Regions from separate parts of the Gossypium arboreum genome. Here region 2 is linked to region 1. A link is a contact called in public Hi-C data. All regions are on one chromosome and are shown on one strand. The core of a region is the stretch at or near the end of the contact, and the rest is flanking DNA. Distances in the headings are between cores, read along the strand shown.

What was found. A called contact is a pair of places that touch in the nucleus more often than the background predicts.
Region 2: a contact with region 1 is called in a Hi-C map of leaf, with 3 times the contacts expected there. The contact joins the promoter of LOC108458221 here to the enhancer-like site in region 1. A contact is called at or near these places in 3 of 5 Hi-C or Micro-C datasets (all in leaf).

What each region holds. Positions count from the first base shown.
Region 1 is chr9:64,548,920-64,555,547 of ASM2569848v2, reverse strand. It overlaps the pseudogene LOC108459763. Among protein-coding and RNA genes, the nearest start is that of LOC108457834, 7.2 kb to the right of the region's middle. Within about 2 kb of position 4,272, at least 2 of the 2 cell types and tissues checked have an H3K27ac peak or open chromatin away from gene starts, as enhancers often do. A contact at or near this core is called in leaf, where this site is marked.
Region 2 is chr9:64,614,159-64,620,786 of ASM2569848v2, reverse strand. It overlaps LOC108458221 (protein MALE DISCOVERER 2-like), which reads right to left and starts at 3,074. Exons shown (of 14, transcript XM_053019331.1): 1 at 2,381-3,074; 2 at 1,116-1,667; 3 at 842-974; 4 at 562-633; 5 at 230-373; 6 at 3-146. The coding sequence starts at 1,131.

The sequences.
Region 1 (6,628 bases), core at 3,023-5,522:
CCATATTTGTACGGGGAAGAGGCAATGCGTCGGCATCCTCATACGAGTAGGCCACGACGACCCCTTTTAAATCCAATGGCTAGCGAGACGGGTCCATCATTAGTGCCCATGCAAGAACCAGCATCGATGGTCGTAGAACCGATGCCCACACCACCCACCAGTCAGTATGTACCGTCTTATTCTGGCGTGTATTCCAACCCTATCATCTTCACATAAGCACCATATATTGCACTACATTTTTTTTCTTCTAGTCCTTTGTCAAGTTGGAGTGTACTATATCCGTCCCCAATGTATTACACGCTTATGCCATCGGCACCTTCGAAGACGATGATGCAAAAAACTACGTATAGGCTATCTATGTTTCAAGCACTGACAGAGAGTCCACTCGTTATCCCATCGGTGTATGGGACTCAACATAGTTATGCTCATTCGTCATTTGTGAGGCAAACACCTTGGGATCTTTGTTCTACTAGGTTGGGTTACCTTCCCAACCATCTATTCTTAGACCGGATGATGCACAATAGCAACCGAGAATGCAAGGATCACAATTAACCGAAGGTGAAGAAGAGGAGCTACCGAGACCACAACCCCAACGACCACAATCCTGCCCAGAGGCTAAACCAAGAAAGAATCCAGCGCGCAACCGTCGACCACCCCGATGTGGCACAAATTCTTACTGGTATCTAAACTGATTAACTTTATCGTTGTATCGAATGTTTATAATATATCGATGATTTTTATTATTATGTTTTCAGAGGGATATTGTCATCATTTAACAAAATTAAAGTTGATATTTGCTATCATTTTACAAAATTGAAGTTGTTAGCATTTCACAAAATGAAAGTTGATATTTGTTATCATTTCACAAAACCACGCATTTACATATTACAATGGACGAGTATTTTATTGAAATACCGGATCAAACTAAGATTAAAAAAATGCAAATAATTTTTAAACTAGTTTTGCATCCAAACCAAGTACTCCGAGTTTCGATTTTTAATCGATTTACAAAATGAAATTCGAATATACGATTTGAATAAATATGAATATTTTAATTATCGAATTCGATAATTACAATTATTATGTTAAAAATTTAATCAATTTAAAATTTAAAATCCTAAACCCTAAAAACTAAGAGCCCTAACAACTCTAAAACCCCAAATATAACACGAAAAAAAATACTTCCAGCTGGAAGCGTTTTACTGGTGACATGCAAAAAGCGCTTTCAACTGGAAGCATTTTTCTAGATTTCTCCCGAAAATGCTTCCAACTAAAAGTGCCCTAAATCAACCAATTCCTAAAAAAATTCCAAAAATCGACCTATTCCAGTAATTAAAAAAAAAAAAAGGGGGTTTGGGTAATTTAATCCTTAGTTTTTTTCAAAAAAAAAAAATCCTGGAGAATTTTTTTTTTTTTAAATTCAATTTCCTTTAGCTTATTCCAGCACGTGAAGCCACCAGGCAGTCCTACCCTACCTTTCATCTCGCATTGTCTACCGCATTCAATATATATTTGTTAAAATATGGTATAAGTCAATATACTCTTAGAAAATTTACTTTTATATTTTATAATTTAGATATAATTATTAACATTGTTAATAATTTTAATTAAATTTAAACTAATTATAACCAAGAGCGAATGAAAAGGGAGGCACGCAGTGGCCTCCCCAAATGGCAGATTTCTCGTTTAGCTTTTAATTTTTTTATAAAACTATATGTTTGTATAATAATAAAATTGTTATATTTTAAATTCTCAAAATTACGTAACTTATGATGTATTTTAATATATATATAGGGTTTAGGGTTAAAAGCTTTGGGTTTTATAGCATTTTATTCTTCGTATCAAAGCTAGGATTTGTTTTTCCTTTCTTGAGAGATTCATCACAAAAAAAAAAAAAAAAATCCGACATGGGTTTCAGTTTCAAAACCCTGTTGAGTTTATTCCCTTTAGTTTGGGTTATGTTAATGCAAGAAACAAGTGGAAGCCGACATTATTACAATGTGAGTTATAATATCAAAGGTAGAAAACAAGCCAAGAATGGATGTAATCTGTTTCAAGGAAAATGGGTTTTGGATCTTTCTTCATATCCTTTCTATAATTCTTCACAATGTCCCTTCATAGATTCTGAATTTGATTGTCTTAAATATGGTAGACAAGAAACAGTTCCTTCAATATTCATGGAAACCTGACTCTTGCAACTTGCCAAGGTATACTTTCTTTTATCTCACTTTTCGATATTCGGTTTAACCCTATCGGGTTGATAAAACTCTACGAAGCTCCTTATCACTTAACCTCAGAGGAGTTCCTTTGGTTTTTTCTTTTCATGTTTATTTTTATATTTGTTGACAGTTTTAATGAGGAAGATTGGTTTTTTTTTTTTCCTTTTATTGTTAGATTTGATGGGGTGAATTTTCTGGGAAAATTGAAGGGAAAGAAAATAATGTTTGTGGGTGACTCACTGAGTTTGAACATGTGGGAATCACTGGCATGTATGGTTCAAGCATCGGTGCCTAATTCCAAGACCACATATGTGAGGAGAGACCCTTTGTCTTTCGTTTAGTGTGTTTTTCGCACATTGAATCTGTGTCTGTTTTTAATTATTTTAGTATTGCTTAAAATATGCTTTAATTTCAAATCGGCATAATTTCGAATTTAGCTCTTAAATGTTTGTATCTTTTATCAATTTGACTCTAATTCTTTTTTAGTTGAATTCAGCCCTCAAACTTAAAAAAATAAAAAAATAAAAAAGTCAAATTTATCCATCAACATTTTTTTTTAAAAAAAAAGTTGAAATAATTTTTTTAACGGTAATACCAACTAAAATGTCAAAATTTTAAATATAGCAACCTGTATGGTAATCCATGTGTATTTCATGCTATTTTTTTATAATTCTTAAATTGTTTGTTGACATTACATATAAGACAAATAGTGTCATGATAGCATTAAGTGTTCATGGATTGTCACACAAGTTGCCACATCAATATTAATTTAATATTTTAGTCAACATTTTTGTTAAGGAAAAACAAGTAATATGGTCAAATTTATCTCCAAAAAACAAATAAGGGCCAAATCGATGAAAAATGTAGACATTTAGGATTAAATTTATCATTATACTTTTAGAATTTAGTCCCTACTTTTATTTTAAAGAATTTAGTCTCTACTCTAATTAGTGTTGGTCAACTCTCTACTATAATGTCATTAGTAGGTTCAAATTAATAAAACTATATATTATTGTTAAAAGTGATAACATAATTTTTTTATAAATAACTTTAAACAATAATAAGTTAACATGTAAATTTAATATTAATTAAGTATGCTCAATCGGATTTTTTGCGGCTATAACTGTGCGACCAAATAATTTTTTTAAAATTCGCATCACTAACTTTAAATTATGATTTTAATATAACAACTAATATAATCTATTGAATTAAAAATCGAAATTATCATCAATTTAATTTCTGATCATTTTTTTGGATGAAACTTCTGATCCGGTTTTTAAAACATTGAAACAAACAAATAATAACTTTATGCAGGATTATGGAGTGACTCTGTATATGTATAGAACACCATACTTAGTAGATATAGTTAGAGAAACCGTTGGTGCAGTGCTTAATCTAGGCTCCATCAATGGAGGCAATGCATGGAAAGGGATGGACCTCCTGATTTTCAACACGTGGCATTGGTGGACCCACAAAGGACAATCTCAAGCGTACGATACCTATCATCTAATTTTCCATCATTATATGAAATCAATCTGATTGTTATAATTATGATTGTAAAGTTTTGTTTTTATGTAGATGGGATTATATTAGAGATGGGTCTGAAGTATACGAAGATATGGACCGTTTGGTGGCATTCAACAAAGGGCTTACAACTTGGGCTAATTGGGTAGACAACAATGTGGATCCTAACATCACCAAAGTCTTCTTCCAAGGCATTTCTCCCACCCATTACGAGTAAGTTCCAAACTAATCGAATTTTGTTTTGAAAATTTTGAATTCGATTAGGTGATTATTAAGTTTTAAATTTGAGTGGTTTTGAATTACTACGAGTCAAATATTAGTCTTTTTAGACCTTTTTTTGAGGCTTTCTCGTTGTGTGAACTTTTTGTTTTTTTAGATACTCAAATTTTTTGGTATTTCACTCTATGAATCTACTCATTCCATTAGCAAAGTCAAGAAACAAAACTCCCCACTAAAACTAATACTTGATATGTTAGGGTCTGACCCTCAACAATATTAACATGCAACTCAAATAGTTCTTTCTTTTAACTAAGTATATTAGTCTATTGACAAAGTCACTCTTTGAACTAGTTTAGGCTCTCAATATAATTGGAAGACACCTCTTCTCTACCCCCAACCCCTCACAATCAAGAATAATATTTGATGTGTTAGGGGGTTCGACCCCCCCAACAATCTTAATATTTCGGTATGCTTGATTAGAGTTTGATTAGACCTTATTAATCATAATCAAGTCTCAAAATAATATGTAAACTACCGTCGTTAATTTTTGCTTGAACTCAAAATTTAATTTCATTAACCTAAATTTAAATCCAATCCAACCTAACCTAATTTAATCATAAAAAGCCATCAACTTGATCATAGTCAATACAAACTCGAAAATGACTTGAATACAAAAAGATTCAATCTCAAAATTACTCAAACCTAACATAACTTGAATTTGAAGTAACGTGAGCCTAGATCTAAAATTAAGTGTCAAACTTGAAAGACAAATAAAAGAATTGGTCAACTCAAAAATCTAATTAATTGGAAGAAGTGGAAGTGAATTTTTTTCCTCAGACATTCGGACCAAATTTAAATCTTGAAGTTAATATTATTGAGAGGATTTTATCTAAATACTATCCGGTCCAAACAGGACTATACTTAGAACAGATGAAAAATCATATAATTATACCAAAAATAATATTCGGAAATTTTAAAATTCTAGTTGACCCGATTCAAAACCAACCGGGCCCTCCTTTTTGATCTTGGATCGAAAACTCGGTTAAGCTTAAAAAATCTTGATTGTGTGCTTATATGAAACCAGGGGCAGGGAATGGAACCAACCAAACAAGAACTGTAACGGAGAACTGGAGCCACTTTCCGGTCCAACATACCCGGCGGGGGCTCCACCGGCGGCGGCTGTCGTGAACAAAGTTTTGGGGACGATGAAGAATCCGGTGTATTTGCTGGATATTACAACACTATCGCAACTGAGAAAAGATGCTCATCCTTCCACTTATGGCGGTCTTTCGGGCAATGATTGTAGCCATTGGTGTCTTCCTGGTTTGCCTGATACATGGAACCACCTTCTATATGCTGCTCTATTCATGTGAAAGCTTTCAACAATGGCGGCAACATTGAATTTATGAATCTTTTATTATTTTTTATACATGTAATTTGTACATTCATGGCGGTGGTGAAAGTTTTCATTTAGTTTTCATTTAATAATTTTTTATATGATAAAATTATGAGATTTTTTTATCTTTATTGACAAAATCGTGATATTTTTTTCGATCTAAATCTAACCTCATATGTTGGACACAAACGTCCACACATGCAAATAGGGATGAGCAAAACTCAATTTGAAAAAAAATTCAAATTTCAAGTTAATCGAATTAAGTTATTTCTTTTTTTCGAGTCAACTCAAATAAGTATTTTGAAATTTGAGTTCGAATCAAGTTTAATTCTACAATTTGAATAATTAGCATAATTCCAATAGCTCAAATAACATATTGGTGTAAATACCCTTTGGTCCCTATCAATTTTGAAAATAAACAAGTTGGTGTCTTTTAACAAAAATTACAAAATAAATCAAAATATTTTTCAAAAATTCAAAATATTTATAAAGATTCTAAAATTTATTTTTGTAAAAAATTATAAAAATATAAAGAATATATAAAGAAAGTTAAATTTATAAAAAATTCTAAGATAATAATTTTGGAACCTAAATAAGTTAATTAATGATTTAAGTTTATCATACTCTTATTTTGTTTTGAAAATTTTTTCAAATATATATATGATTTCAAATTTACGTACTCTAACATAGAATTAGTTATATTAACAAGATTTTAATTTGACATGTTCTATTTTTAATTTTACTCAATTCGACTCAATTTGAATTTCATTTCACTTGACTCAATTCGAAAAAATTTCAAATTGAGTTAGAATAATAAAATAAGACTTGTCCACTTGATTAACTTAAAACCTTTTCACTCAGTTCGATTGAATGCTCACCCCTATATGCAAATACACAAATTTGATAAGCTCTAAAAACTCAATACAAAGATGAAGCTAGAAATTTTCTTTTAGAAAGATGAAGATGAAACTAAAATATTTCGAGAGCGAAGGTAAAAATGTTGTATTAAAATGATTGAAATAGTATTTTAAGAGCTAAAAATATAATTTTTCTATTTAATTGAAGGGTTAAATGGGATTAAACTGAAATACTAATTTTACTAAGGGTTAAAAAGGATAAATATACCATCTAACCAAATATCGAATACAAAGCCATGCTTGCCCAGCGTATGCCTTAGACTCACTATGATGCAAATAGACGTGTCATTTATCACGTAAACCCTATTATTCGATCTATTTAACTCGATTATAAAAAATTAATAATTAATTTT
Region 2 (6,628 bases), core at 1,825-4,324, 66 kb before region 1:
ACCACAGTCCAAACTTCCTATTTATGCAGCCAATTCCGGTAGCTGACGTCGATGTAAGGTTTTCATCATATTGCAGTTTGGAGAGCAAGTTTAGTCTCCCAAGATCCGAAGGAATGCTGCCCTCCAACTTGTTGTCACAAAGTAACCTAAGGTGTAAGGTAGTTTAGTTAAAGCTAAAAACAAGGACAAAGCATAACACACGGAATAAAACATAAAAAACATGACTTACAAGCGTTTTAGAGACAACATTTTTCCTATTTCTGCTGGAATTGTTCCACCCAAGTCATTTTCCCTCAAATCCAGTAGCTCCAGCTTCGTAAGCTCTCCAAACTCTTTTGGAATGGCACCGGAGAAATGGTTTTTATAGAGCACACTGTTAAATATCAGCAGCAAGAAAAACCCCAAGTAAGCACTAAAAATATGTTTGAATATATGTCAGATATGAGTATCAGACACGAGTACAACAAGATTACAAGAGACCCGAGTTCAAGTAGATAAACAATTTCAGATAAAAACATAGAAAAGCCCACTTATTTAGCCGCAAAGATGATGAATCCTTACAGTGATCTTAAGTTGCTTAATTTCCCCAGCTCTGGTGCCAATGTTCCTTCCAAAGAAAGGGCACTCAAATCCCTAAAAAGCAAACAACAAAAATGGCATTAAGAGATTCATCCATTCACAGTTTACACCATAAACAGGTTCTAAACTAAAAAATCTGTGATTAAGCTCATTACTCAATTTGTTAGGCCAGTGACATGCTAAACTCTATTTTACTATCCAATGAAGAACAAGTACAAAGAGTACATATATATGTATGTATGTATATATAAGAGGGACTTACAGCATTTGCACTTTACCATCGACACAATGAACTCCCCACCACAAGCATGGAGAGCTATCATTGGAATTCCAATTTGCAAACGCACCATAAGGATCAGAGTCAATTCTGGCTCGAAATTCTAACAAAGCCAAACCTTCATCTCGAAATCCAATTAAAATCAAAGGAAAACAAAGTAAAACAATAGGAAAACGAAAAAGAAAACAAATGATTGAATTGAATATGATTCATAAATGAAAATGAAAAAAAAGAAAAGAAAAGAATCAAACAGAAATACCAGAAGGAATTACCATCAGAGTTAATGGCCAAAGACCCTTCAATCATGAAACTTGGAATCAAGAACAAAAAGCTCAACAAATTGAATCCAATTTGTTTCCATCTATCCCCCATTTCTTTATAAGCCAAACGCTGCAATGGCCGAGGTAGCAAAGACATCTGCCAACAGCCACAACGCTATACGAAATCGCCAGGTTTTTTTCCCCTTAATACAAAACACCAAACTCTTTCTGAAAACTCACTCTACAATAAACAAAATGACACACCAACACCGGGAAAAAACAACAAAAAAAGAATCTCTACGCTCCTTTTTGTTGAACAAGAAAACTTGAAACAAAAGCAATCTTTTTTATCCTTGTTTTTTTTTTCTCTTTTTAATGCTATTACAAAAATATATTACAAACAAATGTAAATTCGCCGCCTTCGGTGACAATCATCATATCGGGATCCCTCATTTTTTCTGTTTTAAATTTGATCTTACAACACCCTTAACATGTACATGTTAATTATCAACTTTTGAAAGCTTGACTTCTCCTTACAATCTCCAGAGAAGCTGAAAAAAAGAAAAGAAACAAAAGCAAAAAACATGAGAATGACTTTGAGAGCAAGCAGTCTAATAAAGGCAAAAAAGGGTCTACAAAATTATATATGACACACAAACACTCTCTCTAAAGCTATAGATTTAAAGGGTGAAGAACCCCTTCACCCCCAAATACATAAATCACTTGAAATTTGTAACCTAATAATCCCTTATTCTCATAATTCATTGGTTTGCCATTATAGCTTAATATCCTCCTCCGGCAGCAATTACTAATCCTCTCATTAAGGGGGAAACAGCTTGACACGAAACGTCCTCTATCAAGAATCAAGCCCTCGACTTTCAGATTAAGAGACGAAATGAGCCATCACCATGCAACGCTTCGTGGTTGCCATTAGCTTAATTTAATCATAATTCATAATAAACTATACAGTACCAAACTTCACCACCCATATTGTAGAAATGCAATGTAGTATTGTAACAATCCACAATATGAAATAAAAACTGCAATACCGACATCACCACCCGTATCGTAGAATTACAATGTAGTATCATAACAATCCACCATGTTCTTAATTCTCATTAAAGCTTAATCCAATACACAAAAAGAAAAAAAAGGAAAGAAAAACACTGCAACATCAATTTCACCACATTCAAAACCCAGAATTGCAATGTAGAGATATGATTGAATATAAACTAAAAAAAAAAAAAATGAAGAGTTGAATTACCATAAAAGGTGCAGAAAGATCAAATCTTTATCCCTGGTTTGAAGCAGCTGTTGCAATGATAATAATGGGATTCTCTCAGAAAAAATGAAAAATGTATTTGATAGGTGGGAGGGGGAAATGGAAGGTAATGGTGGAGAAAGAGGTTTTTGATGGGAGATTTGAACTCAAAAGAAAAAAAAAAAAGGCAGCAAAGAAAAAAATATGCAAAAAAATATATTTTGAAATTAAAATTAGATAAATAAAAAACAATTTAAAAAAAACAAAAAACCCAGATTTTTTTCTATTACTGCCCTTTTTTCCAGGATGATCTCAGAGCAGTAATTCCTTCTCTTCGACCATCATTGCTCTTTTTTTCTCATCAATGGAGGCTTTGTTGTAAAATTCTTTTTCTTTTGTTTTTGTTTTTGTTTTTTCTTAAAAAAAAATTCCAGAGATTTTTCTTTATTTTTTTAAAAATTTTGTTTTTTTATTTTTAATTTTTAATTTCTATCATTAGTTGGAGCTTGAGGGCCCCACCAGCCACCCCTACAAGCTGTGTTCTGTTTTACCCCTTTTTTTTTACCCCTCAAAATTTTTTTAATTAACATTTGCTATTTTTGATTAATTAATTAATTAAAATACGTAATAATTACTGTTGTTGATAAGTAATGGCGGGAAGGATTAAGGGGGATGACTAACTGTCAACTGTGGCCCCCACAAAAATTAAAAATTTTTATTTTGAAGAACGGTGGTGGTGGGCCCCACTTCCGTTATTGTCGGACGCGCTTTTTCTATTTTTAAAAAAAAATTATCTAATTAAATTTTTTTTTGTTAAACCTTTGACTGGCCCACGATTTGCGTGCGTCCCTCTTTCTAACAATGATTTAAAGATATAAATTTTTAGGTCAAATTTTGGTTTTAGTCCATCTATCATGTTCAGATTTAATGTTTAGTCCCTACTTTTTTTAGATAATTTGATCCTATATTTTTACGATGTAATTAGTTAGTCTAAACAATTAATGTTGATAATTATTTTAATTAAAATATTTGAGTTTTTCTTTTAAATACTTTTTAGACTTGTCATATTGAAATTGATTTTTTATTGGAAATATATTTTTAAGAAAAAATATTCCAATTTAATATTTCAATCAATTAAAAAACTTTCTCTTTTTTTCTCCAAGCCATTTGTTTTACTCAGCAGCGGTGCCAGCCTCTGGGCGGGCTATTTCCCTCATTTTTCCTCTCCCATCAACCATTTATTTCTTTATTCTTCTCATTCACCACACACGTCTTCTCTCTTTTCAGCTTGCAGTGGGTATCTTTTTTATCTTCACAAGTTGTGATGGACAGATGATGATGCTTACCGTTCGCTAAAACTCCACCGGCCACCAGTAATTTTTCTTAGAAAATGGGTGGCTCTTCATCAACTTCTTAATCAGTTTCTATTTGAAAGTATTTTAGAATAATAAATAATTTCAAGTGTCGATTTGGACTCGTGTTGTCTTAAGTTTTATATGTTTTTTATTTGCTTTTCCGTTGTTCAATAAATCTTCAGTTTTAGAAAATTTTGTTTGCTCTTATAGCACATTTTTTAATCTTACTTATGCATGTAATCTTAGTTTTAGAAGTGATTTTAGGGATGATTTTGTTGACGTCCTCTCTAGTTTGGTGAGTGCTAGATTCTTTAATCGATTTTTACTCGCCGCTTTGGACCATCCGGGGTTGATTTCTTTGTCGTATTAAATGATTGCAATCACTCTAGATACATCGTGCTTGAGTTGTGACAATGATACATCGTGCTTAAGTTGTGACAATGCCAATTGTCAATGTGTCATAATGTTTTATTGATACTGAAGCTAAAACATTTGTTGTGTTGATGGAGCTTGTTCTTCACCATCTACAATGAGTGTTGGCTATTTTTTTCTCTGAATTGTATGGTTTCATTAATTGAATTAATTAATAAATTTACCTTTCAAAAAAATATATATTTTAACCAATTTAGTTAACAGTGTTAACTGTTTATATTAACTAATGATATATAAAAAGTAGAGGTACGGAATATGTCAAAATTAAAATATAAGGACTAAATATTAAATTAAAGTATAATAGAGGATTAAAGCTATGATTTGACCTATAAATTTTATTGGAAATTTGAGAGTCTATAATTAAAAATACTTTCGAAATTCTCTCTGTTTCTTTTGGTGGCCTCCCACGATTTCTTTGTTCAATTTCTTTTCTTTTTCTTTTCTTTTTTTGCTTATTTTAAATTTTTAGGGTTTAAATCTTTATAACAAAATTTAGAATTTAAGTATTATAAGTACTGAGATTCGAAATAGTTTAAACTAGGAATACCCTGTGATGTAAATGTTTTATTTTTAATTAGTTAGTTAAATTATGGTTCAACAAAACTTGATTCAATTTAAAAATATCAATTAAAATTTGAAATTAACTCGAATAATAATTGAGTTTCAAGTTAGATCGAGTTGAATTTTACAATTCGAATAACAATAGTGTAAATATTCTTTTGGTCCCTATCAATTTTGAAAACGAACAAATTAATCTCTCTCTCAACAAAAATTATAAAAAAATTCAAAATAATTTTTCAAAATTCAAAATATTTATAAAAATCCAAAATTTATATTTTTAAAAAATTATAATAATTTTAAAAAGTTAAAGAAAGTTAAAATATTAAAAATTTTCTAAGATAATAATTTTGGAACCTAAATAAGTTGATAAATAATTCAAGTTTATCATGCTAAAGTATCTTTTTATAATTATTATTTTACTTTGAAAAATTTTCAAATATATATAGTTTCAAATTTATGTGCTCCAACATGGAATTAGTTATCTTTGTAACAAAATTTTAATTTGACATGTTTAATCTTTTAATTTAATTTGAACAATTTCACTCAATTCGTTTCGACTCGAATTTTATTTTATTCGACTCAATTCGAAAAAATTTCAAATCAAGTTAGGATGATAATATAGGAGTCATCAACTCGATCAACACAAAAATTTTCACTCAATTCGATTGAACATTCAACCCTATGTTAAATCGTGTACTTATACATCAAGCATATATTTTGATAAGTACTTAATTTAAATGTTTCTTTTATGAAATGTTATTTTATTTTTATCGAAATTCATAATAATATCATTTTTATGAAATATCATGCAATTAAGGTTAGCATTTAACAAAAATGGAAGAGAAGTTAAAAAATATAGCTTAGATAAATAAAATTAACCAAAAAAAAAGTAATGGAAATTTCAATTGATTAAAAATTTAATATTGAATAAAATAATAATATGTTAATGAATTAAAATTTTAATTTAAAAAATAAAATTTTAATGGGTGCTTAATGACAACAATAAATAAAAATAAAAATATTATAATTTAAATAACATTCAAAGAAAATATAACAAAAAAATATAATAATAAATTTAAATTTTATATTAATATTAACATTCCGCTATGTTCTACTAAATGACTAAAATGGTTGAATTATGTAATATGAGTGCTTAAATTATAATTTTTTTTATTTTGAATGATTAAAATAAAAAAATTATAGTTAAATGACTATCTGTGTAATTTATCCTTCTAAAAAAGTAAGCCAAATTTCAAAAAGGAAAGTCGTAAGCCCATCCTTTTAAATATATAATATAGATTTTTTTTATTTCTCAAGGCATCAATCGGAATAAGTTTAGTAACTAATCATTCGTATTCTGTAAGTTAATTAAAGGGGTAAACGTTAGCCACGAGTTTTAAAGCTGTTCCATACCTAAGGTGAGGATCTAACCCTCAACCATCGATTAGGATAAGAGAGACCATTACTATCTCACTAACTCTTGTGGTTGTGGTTGTATAGTAGCATAGATTTAATAAAACTTTTCTTTTATTCTCCTTTAATTTCATGTTTTAAAGCTAAGACATGAGTACATATATAACTATAATATATTCAAATCTGATCTTTTTCCTTCAAAATCTTTATCTATAATAATCTATTTAAAGCTTCCCTTAAAGCTTAGGAGAGCTGAATTTAAGATTGTGGGATGCTGATTTTGTGACAATTAGGATAAGAAATTTAGCTTTTTAGGTATAATTATGGTAATGATTAATTTTTTAAGTTTTATTGAAACATGCTAATAAATCGTTTTCTATTTATATTATTTTGATAATATAAATATATTTTTTTGGTAAAGTAAAACAGTATAAGCGATATTCTAGTTTAATATGAATAAATTAGAATTCGTTATAAGCAGTTCCTTAAC